Regions from separate parts of the Sus scrofa genome. Here region 2 is linked to region 1. Evidence: chromatin contacts called from public Hi-C data. All regions are on one chromosome and are shown on one strand. The core of a region is the stretch at or near the end of the contact, and the rest is flanking DNA. Distances in the headings are between cores, read along the strand shown.

Evidence for each region. A called contact is a pair of places that touch in the nucleus more often than the background predicts.
Region 2: a contact with region 1 is called in a Hi-C map of liver, with 10 times the contacts expected there. The contact joins the promoter of HELZ here to the promoter of NOL11 in region 1. A contact is called at or near these places in 1 of 5 promoter capture datasets (liver) and 2 of 47 Hi-C or Micro-C datasets (epiblast stem cells and liver).

Annotation. Positions count from the first base shown.
Region 1 is chr12:14,031,573-14,038,551 of Sscrofa11.1, forward strand. It overlaps NOL11 (nucleolar protein 11), which reads left to right and starts at 4,077. Exons shown (of 18, transcript XM_003131277.5): 1 at 4,077-4,265. The coding sequence starts at 4,125.
Region 2 is chr12:13,652,061-13,659,039 of Sscrofa11.1, forward strand. It overlaps HELZ (probable helicase with zinc finger domain), which reads right to left and starts at 2,919. Exons shown (of 34, transcript XM_021066750.1): 1 at 2,823-2,919; 2 at 1,446-1,501. It overlaps LOC102161720 (a long non-coding RNA gene), which reads left to right and starts at 3,033. Exons shown (of 2, transcript XR_001299812.2): 1 at 3,033-3,712.

The DNA.
Region 1 (6,979 bases), core at 2,827-5,326:
TTCGACCTACACCATAGTTCACGGCAACACCGATCCTTAACCCACTGAGCAAGACCAGGGATCGAACCCGCAACCTCATGGTTCCTAGTCAGATTTGTTAACCACTGAGCCACGACGGGAACTGCTAAAGGACATTTTTACTGAGTGCCTAAGTGCTAGGAAAGGGATATGCATAGGTGAATATGACAAACAGGGACTCTTACCCCTAAGAAGCTTATGATGCAGTGGGGGAGTCTAGGTGAGAGAGCAAACAAATAAAATAGTTAAAAACTATGAGGAGGCAGTTCTCTTCATGACTCAGTGGTTAACGGCCCTGACTGGGATCCATGAGGATGCGGGTTTGATCCCTGGCCTCCATCAGTGGGTTAAGGATCTGGCATTGCCGAGAGCTGTGATGTAGGTCGAAGACGCAGCTCCGATCCCACGTTGCTGAGGCTGTGGCGCAGGCCCAGCAGCCATAGCTCTGATTTGACCCCTGGCCTAGGAACTTGCATATGCTGCAGGTGCAGCCCTAAAAAAACAAAACCATGATGAAGAGGAAACAGATGCATTGCTAAGTTAAGAGAATGATGGGAGGGAGTTCCCATTGTAGCTCATCGGGTTATGAACCCGATTTGTATCCATGAGGATGTGGGTTAGATCCTTGACCTTGCTCACCGGGTTCAGGATCTGGTGTTGCTATGAGCTGTGGTGTAGGTTGCAGAAATGGCTTGGATCTGACCTTGCTGTGGCTATGGCTGTGGTGTAGGCTTAAACAACAGAAATTTATTTTCTCACGTTCTGGAGGCTGGAAGTGTGTGTGTCAGCAAGGGTGATTTTTCTTTTGGCCTCGCTCCTTGGCTTGTAGAGAGCAAGCTTCTCCCTGTGTATTCACATGGCCTCCTCTGTCCGTGTCCTCATCTCCTTTTCTTATAATGAAACCAGTCATATTGGATTAGGGGGAAGTGGGTTAAGAATCCAACTGCAGGGAGTTCCCGTCGTGGCGCAGTGGTTAACGAATCCGACTAGGAACCATGAGGTTGCGGGTTCGGTCCCTGCCCTTGCTCAGTGGGTTACCGATCCGGCATTGCCGTGAGCTGTGGTGTAGGTTGCAGACGCGGCTCGGATCCCGCGTTGCTGTGGCTCTGGCGTAGGCCGGTGGCTACAGCTCCGATTCAGCCCCTAGCCTGGGAACCTCCATATGCCGCGGGAGCGGCCCAAGAAATAGCAACAACAACAACAACAACAAAAGACAAAAAGACAAAAGACAAAAAAAAAAAAAAAAAAGAATCCAACTGCAGAGACGTGCATTAAAGGATCCAGTGTTGCTGCAGCTATGGCTCAGATTCAGTCCCAGGCCCAGGAACTTCCATATACCGTGGGCATGGCCATTAAAAAAAAAAAAAAAAAAAAAAGCATTCTCAGCAGCATTGTCATCTTAATTACTTTAAAAACTGGGAACTTTGAAGCCCTAGCTCCAAGTACAGCCACATTTTAAGGCGCTGGAGGTTGGACTTCAACATATGAGTTTAGAGGGGAGGGGGGGTGGACACAATTCAGCCCATTATACCTATCCAAAAAGAGAAAGAAAGAAAAAAAAATCTATCTGCAGTCCTGTAATCTTTTCTAGGACTAAAAATAAGAGTCGGAAGTTGTTCCGATTCTTAGCATCTGTAAGTTCAGAAATATGCCTGGTGCAGCTGTTCTTTTCCTGGTCCTGAGGTCTTCTGAGCATCAGGCAGCAGGGCTTAGTTTTCACTTCCAAGGTGAAAGCCCTCCCAGTTTTTCTTCCTGTTTTGACTCCCTTGGGATCTCTTTTGTTTTTCGGTTTTTGGAGGCCACGCCCCTGGCATGTGGAAATTTCCAGGCCAGGGATGGAACTCACTGCACAGCAGTGACAACACCAGATTCTTAACCCAACGATGAGCCTCCAGGGAACTCCACCCTCAATGGTCTTTACACTTAGTCCAGACTCCAGCACTTGGAAAGGTTGCTCCATCCCCCTTTTCTGAAACTGAGAAGCTTCTTTCCCCCTTTCTAGGCAGATAACCTTGCTCCCTAAAATTGCTTTTCAACGGCAACTCTAGGTCCTGAGACCCTTCCAGAGATCCTGTGAAGACAAACTATTCAGACGTTACTTTCCGTTTTTGGTGTACTACATGGCACTTTTATAGTATATGTCAGATGATACCACAAGGGACTGAATGCAGAAGCAGATGTGATACTCTGGTTATCTGTTACTAAGCCAGACATTAAAGAGATTTGCAAAAATGTAAAACAATGCCACTCTTCTAACAAAATTATTTTTCAAGTTATTCTTCATAAAGACATTATTTATGTTCACATGTAATGGGTTTATTATTTTAAAATGAATGAATATCTATTTATCAATTTTTCCCTTTTAATTTCTAATACAGTCAGTATCAATCCTTATACACCCCATTGAAAACAAAAGCTTTTTTCAGTCCTCAATACTTTTTAAGAGTAAAGGAATCCTGAAACCACTAAGTTTGAGAACCCCTGTTTTAAAGTCGTCCAGCTGAAAAAGAGGAAAAGCACATATACAATACCATGAATAAGCTTTCACTGTTGGCCCCACAAATATTTATGGGACAGGCATTATGCCAGATACTAGTGATAAATCCTTCAAAGAAATAAACAGAATGAAGGAAATGTATGAGTAACCGGCCATCTATATGAGGACATGTATGAGTAACCATCCAAATGGATGTTCTGATAACACTGGTGCCCCAAATTAGACATTTGATCCAGTCTCAGAGAGTCAGAGAAGACTTCCTGGAGAAGGATGTGTCTAGGCTAGCATCCTAAACATGGACAGTGGGTGCTAAACACGATTCCCCAGACAGGCTGATTGTGCCGGGAGGAAAAGAAAGGTTTCATAGAGGCCAGGATGTCTAGGCTGAATCTCACAGTATTTCTTTTCCAAATAAAGGAGCCACAAATTTAAAGCCAAACGCCTTAGATACTTTGAAAAATAAGATCTCGGAGTTTCCGTAGTGGCGCAGTGGTTAATGAATCCGACTAGGAACCATGAGGTTGCGCGGGTTCGATCCCTGCCCTTGCTCAGTGGGTTAAGTCCGGCGTTGCCGTGAGCTGTGGTGTAGGTTGCAGACATGGCTCGGATCCGAGTTGCTCTGGCTGTGGTGTAGGCCGGTGGCTACAGCTCCGATTAGACCCCTAGCCTGGGAATCTCCATATGCCGCGGAAGCGGCCCTAGAAAAGGCAAAAAAGACAAAAAAAAAGAAAAAGAAGACCTGTTATCCTTATTAAGAATTTACGGTAGCTACGTACTTCTTTCATAATAGCTGCATAGCCTTTCTCCTGTGTTGTAATGCTTGTGGCCTGGTAATCGCCTATTTAGATGTTTCCTCCCTAAGAACATGCACGATTTATCTTTTCTGAGTTTTGACAGTATTGACTGCGTTAGTCACGTTTATCTCAAAAACCTCCCAAGGAAATGGCTTTGCCAAAAATTGCCCAGGGGGACCTTAGACGTCATCCGCTTCCTGGGACAAGTCTGAATTTCCTAAAAGCTGGAGAGATGTCCCCGCCGGTGCTCAGAGAACCGGGAGAGAAAACCTGGGAGGCCCGAAAGGCCGCAGAGACTAGATCTTTGCGGCGGGTTCTGAGAAGCAGGGGGGATTAGGCATTTCAGTTCAGCACGTTAAGAGTTAATCTGAAGAGAGAAATATTTTTCCCTTGGGACATTATTCCAAGAAGCTGTGGAAGGAATTCCTAGAGAGTTCGCTTCAAGTGAAAACATTGAGTTTATTTATATCCCGCCACTTGCCACACCCACCCCTCAGCCTCTCAAATTCGTAGCTGAAAAAGGCTCAGCGGCGATACCACCCAACAGGTAAGGTTTCCCCTGCCACCCACCCTTTCCCCACAGAGCGGTGCATCCGGGACTCGGGACTCTGGCCTGGGAGGCGGAGTCTAGACGCAAGTTCCAGGCCCCGCCCACCCGACGTCGACCGCAGCGCCACTAGCGATCTCTGCCCGCCAGAGGTCGCAGACTCCGCAAGCAGGTTTCTCACTTAGTGCCAGTCGGCCTCCTAGTTCTCGCGAGAGAAAGCGCGAAGCCTGCCGGGAGGGCTGCGCGGCCGTGCGTAAGTTGGGCCAAAATGGCAGCCCTGGAGGAGGGATTCACGTTGACTGCGGTACCCCTGGGTTCTGGGCCTGACGGACCCCTAGGAGTGGAGCAGAGCGACAAAACAGACCAATTTCTAGTGACGGACAGCGGCAGGACGGTCATTCTCTATAAGGTGAGAGCGATAGTCTTGGAACGCCCTCGTTGCCGTTTCGCCCCTTTCTGAGCGCGAAGTCGTAACCACGGGTTTCTCACAGCTTCGGGGACATCGTTCAGCAGACTTAGTGGAGAGGCGGCATGGCCTCTTCGGGACGCTGAGTGAGGTTAGAATCTGACTCGATTGTTTCCCCGAAGAGCAAGGCATATCTCCGAGTTGCAGGCGGCAGAGCATCTTAAGTGCACGTGGGCTAGACTAGGAAAGGAAAGGAAACCTGTGCTTTCAGATAGCCTTGCTAAGATCCCCTCCTGGGGTCTCTGTCTACCCAGGCCTCCCGCAGAAGGGTTGAACAGAGATTGGTTGGGTGGGAGATGTCATTGATGTTAGTTTCGCATTCTGTCCATAACATTTCCTACCACTCGTTAGGCGGGAAAAAAGGTTTTGTAGGTGTCTTCTTTTTCTCTTTCTTTTTTTGTTTTTGTTTTTGTTTTTCGTTTTCTTGGCAGCTTGGTAGGAATTTTAAATCCGAGTGACCGGTCTGTTGACAGCTGTGGTTCACCCTGTGAAATCTGGAGTTGTGTCCCTTGAAATCTACACACCCCGCCCCCTTTTCAGTCTAACGACGGACTACGACACCTTAAACTTTGCTTGTAGTAGGCTTGTAGAAAGTATTTTTATGTGAGCTGCTGAACTTAGTTTAACGGGAGTTTTTGTTTTTGGATTTTTTTGGTTTTGGGGTGGTTTTGTTGGGGGTTCTTTTTGGTTTTGGGGGGTTTTTGGTTTGTTTTTGTTTTTGTCTTTTTAGGACTGTACCTGCGGCACGTGATAAGTTCCCAGGCTAGGTGAGCAGCAGCAGGGGATCTGCGAGACCCACACCACGGCTCCAGGATCCTTACCCCACTGAGTGAGATCAAGGATCAGAACCATTCTTGTTTGTTACCGCTGAGCCACAACGGGAACTCCAGGTTTCTGTATCTTTAAGAAGCTAGCAATCTCAGCAGTCGCTAATCGTCAGGGAAATGCAAACCAAAACTATAATGAGATATCACCACACACCTCTCAGAATGTCCATCATCAAAAAGAACACAAATAGCAAATATTGGTAAGGACGTGGAGGAAAGGGAACTCTCATACACTGTTGGTGGGAATGTAAATTCGTGCAGACACCATGGAAGACAGTATGGAGCTTTCTCAAAAAACTAAAAATAGAACTTCCATTAAGTCCCAGCAGTTTAACTCCTGGGTGCATATTTGAAAAAAAAATAGAAACGTTAATTCGAAAAGATACCGGAGTTCCTGTTGTGGCTCAGTAGTAATGAACCTGACTAGTATCCATGAAGATGCAGGTTCAATCCCTGGTCTGGCTCAGTGGGTGTGGCTCAGTGGATCCAGCGTTGCCATGAGCTGTGGTGTAGGTGGCAGACACGGCTGGATCCCAAATTGCTGTGGCTGTTGCATAGGCCTGCAGCTACAGTTCCAATTTGACTCCTAGCGTGGGAACTTCAATATGCAGCAGGTTTGGCCCTAAAAAGCAAAAAAAAAAAAAAAAAAAAAAATGCATGCACCCAGTGTTTAATAGCAGCATTATTTAAAATCAGTTGCTAAGACATGGAAGCAACAGGCAAGTGGGTAAAAAACAGGTGGGGTGGGGACGAGCGTGCGCTAATATGTGTGTTTGTGTGTGTGTGTATACACACACACACAGTTGGAATACTACCCAGCCATTAAAAAGAATGAAATTTTGCTATTGCAGTGACAGGGATGGACTTCAAGGGCATTGTGCCAAGTGAAATCAGTCAGAGAAAGACACATATTGTATGATGTCACTTATATGTGGAATCTAAAACAGTGCAACAAACTAATGATTATAACAGAAACAAGCAGATTCACAGATAAGGCAAACGAACTAGTGGTTACCAGTGGGGAGAGTGAGGGGGGAGGGTCAGTATGGAGGAAGGGGAAGTAGTAAGAGGTATAAACTACTAGGTATAAAATAAGTTACAAGGATATATTGTACAACATGGGAAATAGAGCCAATATTTTATAATAACAGTAAATGGAGTATATAACCTTTAAAATTGTGAATCACTGTATTGTACACCTGTAACATATAATGTTGTACAGCAGCTATACTTCAGTTTAAAAAAAAAGCAAAAACGCTAGCTGTCTGCTTTGAAGTTTGGGAACAGGTTGCCAACATTTCCATATATGTTTGCTTGTTCTGATTCTTCTGATGACACCATTGGTTTTTACCTGTCAAGTGGGGTTTTTGCAGTTCCTGTGTAGGAATAGAGTGGCTGATGAGAATTGGTATGATTCCACCTGTCCTTTCTTTATTTCCCATGCCCCTGTTCAAAGGCATAACAGAATCAATTTTTTTTTTTTTTTTTTTTTTTTGGTCTTTTTGCTATTTCTTTGGGCCGCTCCCGCAGCATATGGAGGTTCCCAGGCTAGGGGTCGAATCGGAGCTGTAGCCACTGGCCTACACCAGGGCCACAGCAACGCTGGATCCGAGCTGCATCTGCAACCTACACCACAGCTCACGGCAACGCCCAACCCTTAACCCACTCAGCAAGGCCAGATATCGAACCCACAATCTCATGGTTCCTAGTCGGATTCGTTTCTGCTGCGCCACAACAGGAACTCCTGAATGCTATCTTTTTAATGAATTATTCTTTTGTTTCAAATGTAAATTTAATTGCTTTAATGCCTAAAACTGACTTTTTGAATAT
Region 2 (6,979 bases), core at 1,669-4,168, 380 kb before region 1:
TAGATCACTAGTTCTTCCTACAAAGTAATATATACACTAAAAAAAAAAAAGATAAAAGGTACAGATTGGAAGGTCTAAGTCATGAATACGCCTCTATCACCTGTAAGCTGAAAATAAATTTTAGTAGTTCCCACTGTGGCACAATGGGGTCCGCGGTGTCTCTGGAGCACTGGGAAGCGGGTTCAATCCCCGCCCCTCACAGTCCATTAAGGATCTGGTGTTGCCCCAGCTGCCTGGCAGGTTGCAGTCAGGGCTCAGACCTGATCCCTGGCCCAGGAACTTCCATATGCCCATATGCCATGGGGCAACAAATAATAATAATAAATAATAAAGCACTAGAGGGTTCAAATAACTAAGTAAATTTTAAAAATCCATATTTGTTCTTCTGACAAGAAAAAAATTAAAATATGTGATACACACAAGCACCGTTGAGTTTCAAACACAGGCAAATGTGGTGTGTGCACTTACAAAAGGATCTTGGTTTGTGTCCCCTTTCCTCTCCCAAGTTTTTTTTTTAAGGCAAAAATATCAATTGTATGCCTCAATCTGGAAAAAATAAAACAAATGTGTGATAGAAATGAAAAGTTTGTAAGTGGATTTCAAAATACAAAGGCTGCCCAGATGTGTTAAATAAAAAAAAAAAAAAAAAGACTTACATTCTCTCAATAAACCATAGTAAAATATTTTCAAAGTTGAGAAAATTGTTTGTGAAAAATGTAAAATTAGCAAAGCTCTCTCCTTCTCCCCAGTAGGGAACACTAACTGTGCACTGACACTATACCAATAACATCCTATAAATTCAAAGCCTTTAAGTAAGATTAAATAAAGCAACACTTTGAATTCACACACTACACGTGACCAGAAAATAATGACAAACCAGTCTTATCCCTAATTGGCTAACCAAAACACAACACTACCATTTTTATTTCAAAATAATTATGAGAGAGACAAGTACTATTCCATTTTACAGAAAATAGAAGCAAGATGTGCATAAGGTAATTCTTTCCAGTGGAAAGGGTGTACTTTACAGGAGTTCTATAAACTTCGAACAGACAACATCCACATACACAATCACTAACACTCAATGCAGAGTAAGCGATGGACACCAAAACAAAGATAAAATTAAGACATTCAATTAAAGTTACAAAAGGAAATTTAAATAGGCAAACTATAATTACCCCTGGTGAAGATACAGATCAAGGATGGCTGCGAATAACATCTGACTCTGGATAAGCCCCACTATGGTTGAGAATGTTGAAGTCACTGAAGTTTGATACACTTGACACAGTTTGCCTTCCTAAACCTACTCCTGCCTCTACACCCTCTAAGTCAGTGATTTGGAACTAAAGATGGCCCCATCACATTACGGAGTCTCGGTCTCACCCTTAGGACTTGATTAAAATAAAGAAGAAAAAAAGGTAAATCATTTTTAACCGCAGTCTCACCTTACACATCTCACCAGCACTGTAGTTCTTTAGTGATCAATTACTTCATCCAATTCCTGAGGCAAATAGAAAAAGTAAAATGTGTCTATACAACACCAGTAACAGACATGCTAGGTAGCAAATATTTTATCAGCTTGAAGTGAAAGAGCACCTAAATTTCAAATGGAAAAAGTTACCAAAACGGTACAGTATGCAGCTTTGTAAGTGAGTCTGTTTGTTTTACTTTAAAATAAAAACATTTCCTCTCTGTGTGATAAAATAGATTATAAAATGCTCTTCAAATCCAAAAACATAAAAAGTCATCTCTAGTCATCTCTTAAACAGCACTGACTGACTTGACTTTCAAAAAAACAAAAGAAGAAATGAAGAAGAAATTCATTAACATGAGTTTAAGAGAGGGTAAAATTAAGAACAAACTAGCCAGGACAACTTATTCATCCCCCACTCCCTCCCCGCCCCCAGCTCTAGGAATCCACTGTTTCTGGATTTATACATATTATATTAATGATTTGCCTGAAAAGTGTAAGTGCTAAGGGAGAAGGATAACGATTTTGAGTTTCAAACAAAACCTGAGGATCTCAACCCAAGAAGAATCCTAAGATGCTGATTTCCAGTCCTAGCTGGAGGATTCTCAACAGGGGAGGGTGTAGCAGACTCCAATAATTTGGGGGGAGAAGAATCAAAGTTCCCTAGATAAAAATGCAGGCCCTTAGCTCTGGAAAAGGGGAGTCTTCAAGGAATCTCCAGGAAAGGAGAGTCTGTTTTTATTTTTGTTGATGTGTTTATGGGCCAATGAGAATTTCCGAGGAGGGGGCGGAGAAAGGGGTGAAGAAAGTGAAGCTGGGGCAAGAGCCCTCCGCGGGGGAGGGGGCGCACTCCTGACCCACTTTTGCCGACGCCCACCCTCCGGCCCCCGCCCCCACCTCGAGTAGAAGTCCGAACCCCGAGGGGGCAATCGAGCGGGGCGTGGGAGGCCCGCACGCTCCCCACCCCCAGCCGCGACCCGGAGGAGGGGAGCGTGCGAGGAGGCTCGACTCCCCCTCCCGAAGTGCCTGGGGCTGGACGAACCTCCCGCAGGCTCGCGGCCCGGGTCTGCGAGGTCCCCTTCACCGCCTGGGTCGAGGGCGCCGCGGCCCCCAGCGGAGGGGAAGGGGACCGAGGAGGGGAAGAAGCTGTAAACAGCCCCAGCGTCCGGGCCTCGCCTCGAAGAGCCCCGCTTCCCAGGCCCCGCCGCGGGCCGCCTGGGCCCCCGGCCCGCCCCGGGGCCGCCCCTCCCGGGAGCCCGGGGACCGTAGGGGTGTCCAGTCCCCTCCCCGGAGGGCTCCGGCAGCTCGCGGAGCGGTCCCAGCGGCAGAGAAGGGGGAAGTCAGGACTTACCTGTCATTACTTTCTACGCCATCTTGGATCCACTTGTCAACGTCCCCACAAAGCATTATGGGTAAGAAAGAGCCTTTAAAGTGACTCCCCCCCTCGGCCCCCGACTCCCGCCTCCCGCCGCCGGCGCCGCCCCTCCAGCCTCACCTCCCGCCCGGAAAGTTGCCCCGGGTGGCGGGCCAGCCCCGACGCCCGCAGCCCGCCCCCCCTCCCCGCTCCCGACCGTTTGCATTTACAATTCACCCCCTTTTTTAAAAACGTGGCTTTAGGTCTTACCGGTTGCTTCTGCCCCTGGCCTCCCTTCCCCCCGCCCCTCGCCTCCACGCCTGTTCCCTTTGCCCCGCCGCCCTCCTGTCCTGGCAGACACCCCACGTCTGCATTTAATCAGCCCGAGGTTTCCCTGCTGCTGCCAGCAAAGAGCTGCTCATTGATTTATTTATGCGCATTTATGCGTCTGTTATTGCTCTAGATCCTTGGTGCCCGGCGGCGGGCTTCTGCTTCCTGCCCCCGGGAAGCCTAGGGTTGCCCTCCGGGCCCCGGAGCCCGGCAGCCCTTGCAGCTCAGCCTGCACTCTGACTGCGGCCTCCGCGAACGGAAAGGTGCCTCTGCCCGGCCAAACCGCTCCGGGGCTGTCGGGCTCCGGGATCTGGGCGGACACTGTGTCCCCGAGTCAACCGGCATCGCAGCGTGTTGGGGAGGGGGAGGGGGATACTAAGCTAAATGCAACTTTTACCGCTGTTTACTCTCCCTTCCGCTGTCTCCTCCCCTGGACCAGTAACGCGATCCATAACCCTCTAGGTGGGGACCCCTCCCCTAGGAATGTGGCTTTGGGCTCTGCCGAATCCACCCTTTTACAGTCCGGACTGCGTGCGAACTGGGACTTCCCGGGGCAGGTAACTTGGGGTGCAGGCTGAGGGCGTTGGCTGGGACGCGGAAGCCACCCCGGCTTGGGAGAGGGTCCCGGAGGGGGGCTGGGGCCGGGAGGAGAGTGCGTCCGCTCCAGTCCACCTGCCGGGTCTTAGCTGGGCGGCGAGCTCAGGCGATGGGGAGAGAGGAGGACTGCGGGCGCCACTCCCGCCCAAGGCTTGTTGGGGGATGCTCAAGAGTTGCCTGTCTGCGACAGGATACATTGGAAGTAGGCGGCGCTGAGACGCCAGCCCGGGGACCCAGGCGAGCGACCCCGTAGCCCTTGCGCGCCGCCTGAGCCTCTGCTGCGGCGGGTTAGCTCATTGCAGGGGAGCTGAGCTCTCTCCCCCATTACTCGTTGCCCGCTTGTGTTTGCGCGGGCGAGCACATCACTGGCCCGCCCCCCTAGCGCCCGGGTCCCCTTGCCCCTGGAGCAGGTTTCTCAGTCCTCGGCGCTTTCACTTCCCATTGCCTTTGATCTCTGCTTTGCAAACTTTGGGGGCCTGCTGTGGTTGCTTCTACCCCCCCCTCCACACACACACCTCCCCAAGCAAATTTCTACCATGAGGTGTCCAAGGGAGAATCCTCCAGGACCTCAGGAATTGCGAAATTGAATTGTGTATAAAATGCTGTTGAAAGGTTCTGAAATTAGAAGAAAGCACGGGCATTAAAACCCCCCTGGGGTGCCTGGAGAGAGTCTGGGGCCTTGGGGTCCACACAGGGGTTTTACCCTCCTCCAGACCCTAGGAGAAGCCTCTCTCGAGGAACCTGGACGATTGCTGACATAAGCCCTGCCCCCGGGGAGCTAAAAATTCCACCAGGCAATTGTCCCGGCCAAATGAGAAGAGTGGGGTGTAGACTCATTAAGGGATTGGCCCGGGGTCAGCGGTGAGGGAGAGAGCGAGGTAATGAGTCACTCAAGGCTGGCCGGGAACGTAGCGTGCCGGGAGGGACCTCCCCTGAGTCACCCGTTTCTCTGAACTCGGAATGAGTTGGGAAACTGGAGCCTGGAGCCAGGTTCTTAGACAATCCAATGAACTGCAGGCCATGGGCTTGGGCTGGGGCGGGTAGCGCTGCTCAGGACCCTTCTGCCTGATGCCCACTGGAAAACAGGCTCCCAAGTCTCTCCTTTGCAGGGTAGCCAGTTGCTGTTTCCAGTCCCTTTTCTGCACCTAGTTAGCCACGCCTGTGCACTGATTTATTGGTTGCTTTGTGTTTACATGGCACCTTTATGTGTGTGGTCTGAGTTTCACATAATTCAACACTAAGTAAGCTGAGGGCAAGGACCGTGTCTCCCCGAGGTACCTTTCTTGGCCTTATATAGGCCTGGACCCAAAGCAGAGCTTGATATATTTGACTGCTTGCCCCATTCACTCATCTAATCCAAGGTGCATCCTGGTCCATCCTTGTCCAAGTCACCACCTATGGCCTGTGCCAGAAAACCTTCCTGAAGTTCCCGCAGTGGCTCAGCAGAAACAAACCCAGCTAGTATCCATGAGGACAGATGCAGGTTCCATCCCTGGCCTCGCTCAGTGGGTTAAGGATCCAGCGTTGCTGTGAGCTGTGATGTGGGGCACAGACGCAGCTCGGATCTGGCCTTGCTGTGGTTGTGGTGTAGGCCAGCGGCTACAGCTCTAATTCAAGCCCTAGCCTGGAAACCTCCCTATGGCCTTATGCTGCGAATGCGGCCCTAAAAAGACAAAAAAAGAAAGAAAATCCTCGCAACTCTTCCCCTAGCACCGCTCTAACCCCCTATAGTCTATTTTCCGTCTGATCAACCCGGGCGAGGTCTGTGAAATGTTAACTCTATCGCGTGACTCCTCTGCTTAACCCCACTGCATGGGACCTCATCACATTTCGAATAAAACCAAATTCCCAACCATAGCCCAGAAGGTCGTGTGTGAGTGGCTCCTGTATCACCACCATCGTCGACACACTGGTCTTCTACCGTCCCCTGCAGCACCAGAAGCTTCCTCCAGCCAGATCCTTGTCCCTCCCTGCCCCCCATCTGATGGTCATCACCTTTTTAGCACACAGGTCTCTGCTCAGATGTCACCTTCTGGAAGAGAATTTTCATGATCCCCATAACCAAAGTGGGTCATTCTCTATTCTTTCACTCTGAGTTAGAAATGTACTTGGAGTTCCCATCGTGGTTCAGTGGCTGAAGAATCCAACTAGGAACCATGAGGTTGCGGTTTGATCCCTGGCCTTGCTCAGTGGGTTAACGATCTGGCGTTGCCGTGAGCTGTGGTGTAGGTCGCAGACGAGGCTCAGATCTTGGCATTGCTGTGGCTCTGGCATAGGCTGGTGGCTGCAGCTCCAATTAGACCCCTAGCCTGGGAACCTCCATATGCCATGGCTGCAGCCCTAGAAAAAGAAAAGACAAAAAAAAAAAAGAAAGAAAGAAATATTCTTGTTTATCTATTTGGGTTGTTTATTTTTTGCACCACCACCCCCTTGCTTGTAAGCTCTGTAAGGACACATCCTACCTGGCTTGTTCGCACAGTGCCTAGACCAGGGCCTGGCGCACATACAAACTTTCAGCCCATCCTTGTTGAATGAATGACCAGACCGTTGTGAGAGTGCGGGGTAGCAGTGAACATGTGCAGAAGCATCTCATTAGACCATCGGGATCGTACCAGCTAGAGGCAGGCCCTTTGCCCACCATGAATGATGACCAAGACTCTATTCTGATTCTACTGGGATGAACCACAGCCTCGAATAATTCTCCAGTCACCTCCGCCTTCCTTCCCTCATTTTTTCTCCCCAACCCCTTCAATGGCCACACCTTACTCTTTTCAGCCCTTAGGCTCAGTTTTGGGGTCTCATTCAACTACACCACTCCCCCCTTCTCTTTCCGTCTCAAGGGTGTAAATCCCATCTTTACCCTGAGAAAAGACTCTAAACCTGCAGCTTAAGTCCAGAGCTTTCTCTTGAGCCTCCGACTCTTATCCAACAACTTCTTACCATCACCACTTGAAACTCACAGACATCTCAAACTTACCATGTCCAGAACTGAATTCTTGACCTCCCCCCACAAATATGCTCCACCCCAGTCCTCCCTGGCTCCGTCATTGGCAACTCCATTATTTAAATTGCTCAGCCACAGTCACTCCTGTCTCTTTCACAAACTCCACCTTCAATCCACCTGCAAATCTTGCTTTGCCTTCAAAAATGTATCCAGGATCTGACCATCTCTCACCACCTCTGTTGTTGCAACTCTGGTCCAATGCACTTTCGTCTCCTCCCCTTTG